Linked DNA regions of Triticum aestivum: region 2 is linked to region 1. The links are chromatin contacts, called in public Hi-C maps. All regions are on one chromosome and are shown on one strand. The core of a region is the stretch at or near the end of the contact, and the rest is flanking DNA. Distances in the headings are between cores, read along the strand shown.

Region 1 (2,700 bases), core at 151-2,650:
AAAATAAGCACGGGCCGGACTTTGTTAGCAGCTCCAATGAGAATGAAATGAATTTTGTACGCAAGGCACGTCCAAAACTGGGCTGAGCTTTGTTCTGTTCTGTTATGTTCATGGTGCTCACTGCTCTGATGAACATGATGGTGCCTCCAATGGTGGCTTTGCAATTGTTGAACGTTTGGCTTGGGGACTTGGTGGTGGTGCATGGGATGAGATTCACATCACGGATTAGATTAGCCATCCGTTGCCGTCTTTGAGAGCTTGCCGAACGAAGTTTCCCGATCTAGGAGTTGCTGCAAATGATGCGGCTTGTTGGAAAGATCTCGTGTAGTTTCCCCTGGGGTGCCCGGCTGGGTGTGTGGTCACCCCGCCGCTGGCTGTTTCCGATCTAAAAATGAACCTGCACGTTAGTTGGAGAGAGGGGCGCATCACCACCCACCAATCGGTCAAGGGTTCGGCCCTGCTGCCGTAGCAATCAGTTGATCAAACCGAATACTGTTTCTGCACAACGGCCGGCCGTCTGAATGCCGCACAGCCATAGCAATCAGTTGGATGATCAAAGCCAAAGCTTTTGCCGCACCAACCACTGCTGATCGGTGCTCCGAAGCCGTAACGGAAAGAGTAAACTGGACACTGCCTGGTGGGCTGGAGTGCAACACTACTGTGTATGCCACTGTCAGTCAGTGCACCTCGACCTTGGAAGTAATAGTACTACTATTAGAAGTAATTAATCTGGAGAAGAATCGGCTTGTTAATTTGGGGTATTTAGCAGCACCGTGTAATCGTAATCTGGGGCGTCGAGGGTCGGGGAACAGTAACTTTTACTGGATGGGATTGGCGCAGAGGCGGGAGGAGCAGTGGAAACCTGATAGGCCACTGCTGGCTGGAGTGGCGCAGCACAGTGGGGCGCATTGCCACTTCTGTTGATGATTTCTCTCTCTGCACAGTGACCAGCGTGGCCTATCGAAACTCACCGCGCCGCGCGGTAAAATGTTCGTCCGTTGGGTGGGTGTGGGGCTGAGCTCCAGCACAGAGAACATTTAACCCGCGTGCATCACCAGCCAGCCAGCCGGCCCCCGTCGTCCCTTGTGTACCCACGTCCTCTGACAGCAGTAAAAAAAAAAGGCGGTGTATGTATGGGCCGTGGAGATCTGCCGTGCGTGGCCGCAAATCCCCACCGGTGACGTCGGGCCTGCGAGCTTTTTATTTAACCGGGCCCGAGGCGAGGCCCGGCGGCCAATGGGAGGCCGCGGTAGAAGTTTGGGCGGGGGAAAGGAAAGGAGGTGGGCGGCAGCAACAGCTGTCCAATCGGGATCAGGTGGGCGTGTCAGGGAGATGGTGGCGGCGGGCCCCGGACGTCGGCCTCTGCCCCTCCCTGTCGATCCCAGTCACACACACAGCTAGCTAGCCATGGCTGGCTGGCTACTAGCAGCTCTGGGCCTCTGACTCCTCTCCTGCTCGGCCCGGGGACAGCCCGGTCCCACCGCGGATAAAGAAAACGGAAAAGGAGAGGGGAAATAGTTCTAGCGTGGGTGGGGGCCCGGCCCGCGCTGCCGATCCGGCGCCGTGGGGCGTGAGTGTGACCCCGACGGACGCGGTGATGGCGCCCCCGTGCCGTGCCCGCGCACGCCTCGCCGTTCCCGGTCGCTGGGTCAGCTCCGTCGCGCGCCGCGGCGGCGACGTGTAGCCCGCCCCGCACTCGGCGGCGGCGCCCTGCTCGCCCCACATGCCCACGGACCACGCCGGTGACCTGACCCATCCAACAAATTCGTTGCTATCCGCCCGTCGCGGCCATGCCGAGGGATGGGTGGTTTTCTTATCCCGCGGCGCGCCACGAGGTCGGTCCTATCCGCCGGCCGGCGCTGGGCGCGGCGGGGGGACGGGGGCGCACCGGCGCATGGAATTTGTTGCGCTGGGCGCGGCGGGGGGACGTGTGAGCGTGTCCGTGCATGGGTGCGCGTGGGATTCCGTGAGGTTCCGCTGGCGATGGGCCACGCTGCTGCGAGGGTGAGATGGCGGTTGGTTGGGTGGGAGGATCGATTCGGTGGATGTGACCCGGTGTGGTGGTGCGCGCACATGCGACGGGGTGGTGCGGGTCAGGGGCCTGGCTGGCTTGTGCTCGAACCACTGCAGGGGAAATGCGCCGGAGCCCGCGTCAACTCGGCCGTCACACCGATCACAGGATAAGGTTGACGGACGGACGAGATGTTTTTTCTTGTTCGATAAAGAAAGGGCGGCGTTAAAGCGATTGGACGCAGTGGCGTCAGGTCTATATAAAGAAGATTTTTTTTTACATACCTAAAAAAAAAGATTTTTTTTTTACATTCGGAAAATGTGGGCTAGTATACAGTAGATATCTTCTCTTTGATTTGAAGGCACATAAATATGGATTGACCCATTTATTGGAACAGGAATACTGATTAACTTATTTATTGGAGCTGGACATTCTTACCAAGTGCGATTAATGCTGCTAACAACCTCCATTTTAATTTATTAGCCCCCCTTTAAAAAAAGGAAAAAATTAAGGTCATAGTTTGAACATAGTTTCAACTAATAAAGTAAAAGCTAAACACAGGAGAAAAAATATTATCGGAAACTATTTTCATATATGAATTCAACAACATGATTTTTGCAAACACAGAACAACCTTTTGTTAGTAAAATCAATGGTCAAAAATTTGTCACAAAATAAGAAAGACCAATA
Region 2 (2,700 bases), core at 73-2,572, 260 kb after region 1:
TTCCTAGAGACGGCATTGGCTGATGTTTGTCTTTCCTTTTGCTACTTGTTTGTAATTATTTATGTTATTAATGAAATACCGTAGAACTATTGTTCTACGGTCTAAGCTAAAAAAAAGAATGCCCAGAACCAACAATAACGCACACATTAAAACACACACCAACAACTAACAAAGTCATACAAGATCAAAGCATTTTTTTAGAACACAGTACAATCGAAGTCGCTTACATACACGAGTATACACTCACTCCTATGAAAGCACACATGCACACCCTGTGAGCACATTCGTTTGACTGGGTCGACATAGCATCTTGAGATTGATGAAGTCACCACATGCGCCTCGTAGTCGACGGGGTCGTCCGTCCCCTGCCGAACGAACATGATCGAAAAGCCTGAAATAAATCCAGAAAAATATGAGCACCATTGTCAAGTTTAGGACTTAAACTCTACTGGGCTTAGAATAACACTGTACTCCTAATCATCCAACCATGCGTTGGTTCGCAAAACTAATGCCACAAAAACCGTTGCTCGTAAGTCAAATAACATGGTACACATACACCACGGCCCATTACGTGCCCTGGGCGCCCTCATCGTACACATTCACTTCACCTTGGACCGCACGGCCAGTCCGGGTTTGCATGGCACGCTCGTACCGTGTGTGATTTACTCCCCCGTTCACTGGAAACCGCCGGGGGCTAGGCCTGAGACGAATCCATCAATGAAGAGAAAGATGAGCAGCTCGTTCGTTCCGTCCGGCCGGCGTAAGTTAGTAACGGCCGTGGTCGCAGTTCGGTGGTCACGCTCTCTATTCATCTCAACTGTGGTCACGACGCGGTTCCGTTGCGGTCCCAGCATGGGCGCCCACCGTGAGCGAGTGAGGCGCCGGTGCATCTTGACCGGTGGTTGTTCAGGCCTAATCTCAGCCGGTCGGGATGCGTGTGCGGCGCCGCCAACGCCGCACTTGTTCGGCCAGCGGCAGCTCTTATCCCTGAGACTAGTCACAATGGGTTTTAATATAAAATAGTAACATACACATTTCCTTAGACTATGTTACTACCTTAATAGTGGGTAGTAACATAAGTGTGGTAACATGCAAAGCTTCATTTATTACGTTATAGACTCATATTGCATTGAGACATGTGATGTTACAGTAACTAGCTAAGTTACTAATACTACATCTCTCCTCATTAACTCATAGCCACATAAGTAAAATTGCTGAGTTGGACTCGATGTTACTACCGAAAAGTTAGTAGCTAGTCTGACCCGCTCCGCTCGTGCAAGTGGGGATGACGTGGTCCCGTTCGACTCATCAGCCTACACATGCTCTGCTGCAGCGCCCGTTGGGCGGCAACCGTTAGTGGAGGACAAGTCAAAGGCCAGCCCAAGATGCTCCTTTTCCGCTTCTGAAAAATGATGAGGAGACGCACTCGGCGCACGGCCGGCCGGTGCACGCGTGCAACGTCGCCGTCGCACGAGCTGGGCGCCGGCGGCGTTGCGGCCGGTCCAGGACCCCCGGCCAGCTGCTCTCTGTGCGCCATTTCTTTATTGTTACCGACGTGAATATTGTCGCACACTTGCCTCTACCAAAGGGCATGCAACTAGTGCTCCCGTACGTTTTTTATCCCAAAGCCTCGGCCTAGTAGTGTGGTGCAACAAAAAATCAGTGACGGGAACACGTGAACAGCCCAAAGCAGGTGAGTGCGGCCGGGCCGATTCTGCGTCAGCACGTACCTGCCTGCCTGCCTAACAGCTCAGCCCAGCGCGGGCAGGAGCGAGCGACCTCATCGCCGGAGGCACCGTATCGCGGTCCATGACGAGGCCTGGAAGGTGCACTTGATTCAAGCTCCACGGCTTGATTCATGATCTTTTCAGGCGTAACTAACTAACGAACAAACGGATGTCATGAGGAATTAATGGCGTTATCGAGGCGGCGACCAAGTTTCAACGTTGACGACGGAAGGTGTTGAATTTGGACACGGGAGCGTGGGCGAGTCGAGCCAGCTGCTGCCGGCGAGCAGTCTTCAGGTCAGTGGTCACCGGTTTGTTCGGCAATTCGATCTGCCGTTTCACTCAGATGCTGAATTTTCATCACGAAACATGCAACCAAGAACTCGTCTCTTTTACTGCTGTCAGTAGATCGTCGACTTGACCCCACCTGTAATGCAGCGCCCGATCGAGGGCCACGTCTGGAGATCCTAGCTGCAAAACACCCGCCACTTGCATCGCATGTGGTCCGTCCGGTTCACCGCAGGCAGGTGTGCAAACAGAGTACTCTACGTAGTAGTTTGACAGAGAACCCAAGGAATCCATTGCACACTGCTTACTATAGTTGCCACCACTGCTCGCTCTGCAGCAATCCGAGCCCAGCCCGGCACAGTACCTATTCAAAGGGATTGAGATTCCCTGATCGATCGGTCGGCCTGGCCACCTATCTATCTCTCGGGATGCTTAAACTAAGCAAGGGCGATTAGCTAGCTGGTGCTTGGGAACAAAACTTGTTTAAGCGAGCCAACCCTTTGGAAAGCGGATCGCTTGTCCGCCGCGGCCGTGCTGCACTGCATTGCGTTGCATGGGGTCTCGGCGCTCTGCTCCGCTCCGCTGGGGACTACTTAATGTGCCCAGCGGCGGTGGTCAGTGGTCACACTCGCGGATGTCTTTGGTCGAAGCACTTTTCCTGCATCTGTTTCTGGTAACACTGCAG

The links. A called contact is a pair of places that touch in the nucleus more often than the background predicts.
Region 2: a contact with region 1 is called in a Hi-C map of leaf, with 3 times the contacts expected there. The contact joins two enhancer-like sites. A contact is called at or near these places in 3 of 5 Hi-C or Micro-C datasets (all in leaf).

What each region holds. Positions count from the first base shown.
Region 1 is chr4D:19,191,916-19,194,615 of IWGSC CS RefSeq v2.1, forward strand. LOC123095833 (DELLA protein RHT-1) reads left to right here. Exons shown (of 1, transcript NM_001426781.1): 1 at 1-64. Among protein-coding and RNA genes, the nearest start is that of LOC123095833, 3.8 kb to the left of the region's middle. Within about 2 kb of position 1,401, at least 8 of the 8 cell types and tissues checked have an H3K27ac peak or open chromatin away from gene starts, as enhancers often do. A contact at or near this core is called in leaf, where this site is marked.
Region 2 is chr4D:19,455,094-19,457,793 of IWGSC CS RefSeq v2.1, forward strand. No RefSeq gene overlaps it. Among protein-coding and RNA genes, the nearest start is that of LOC123095834, 140 kb to the right of the region's middle. Within about 2 kb of position 1,323, at least 5 of the 8 cell types and tissues checked have an H3K27ac peak or open chromatin away from gene starts, as enhancers often do. A contact at or near this core is called in leaf, where this site is marked.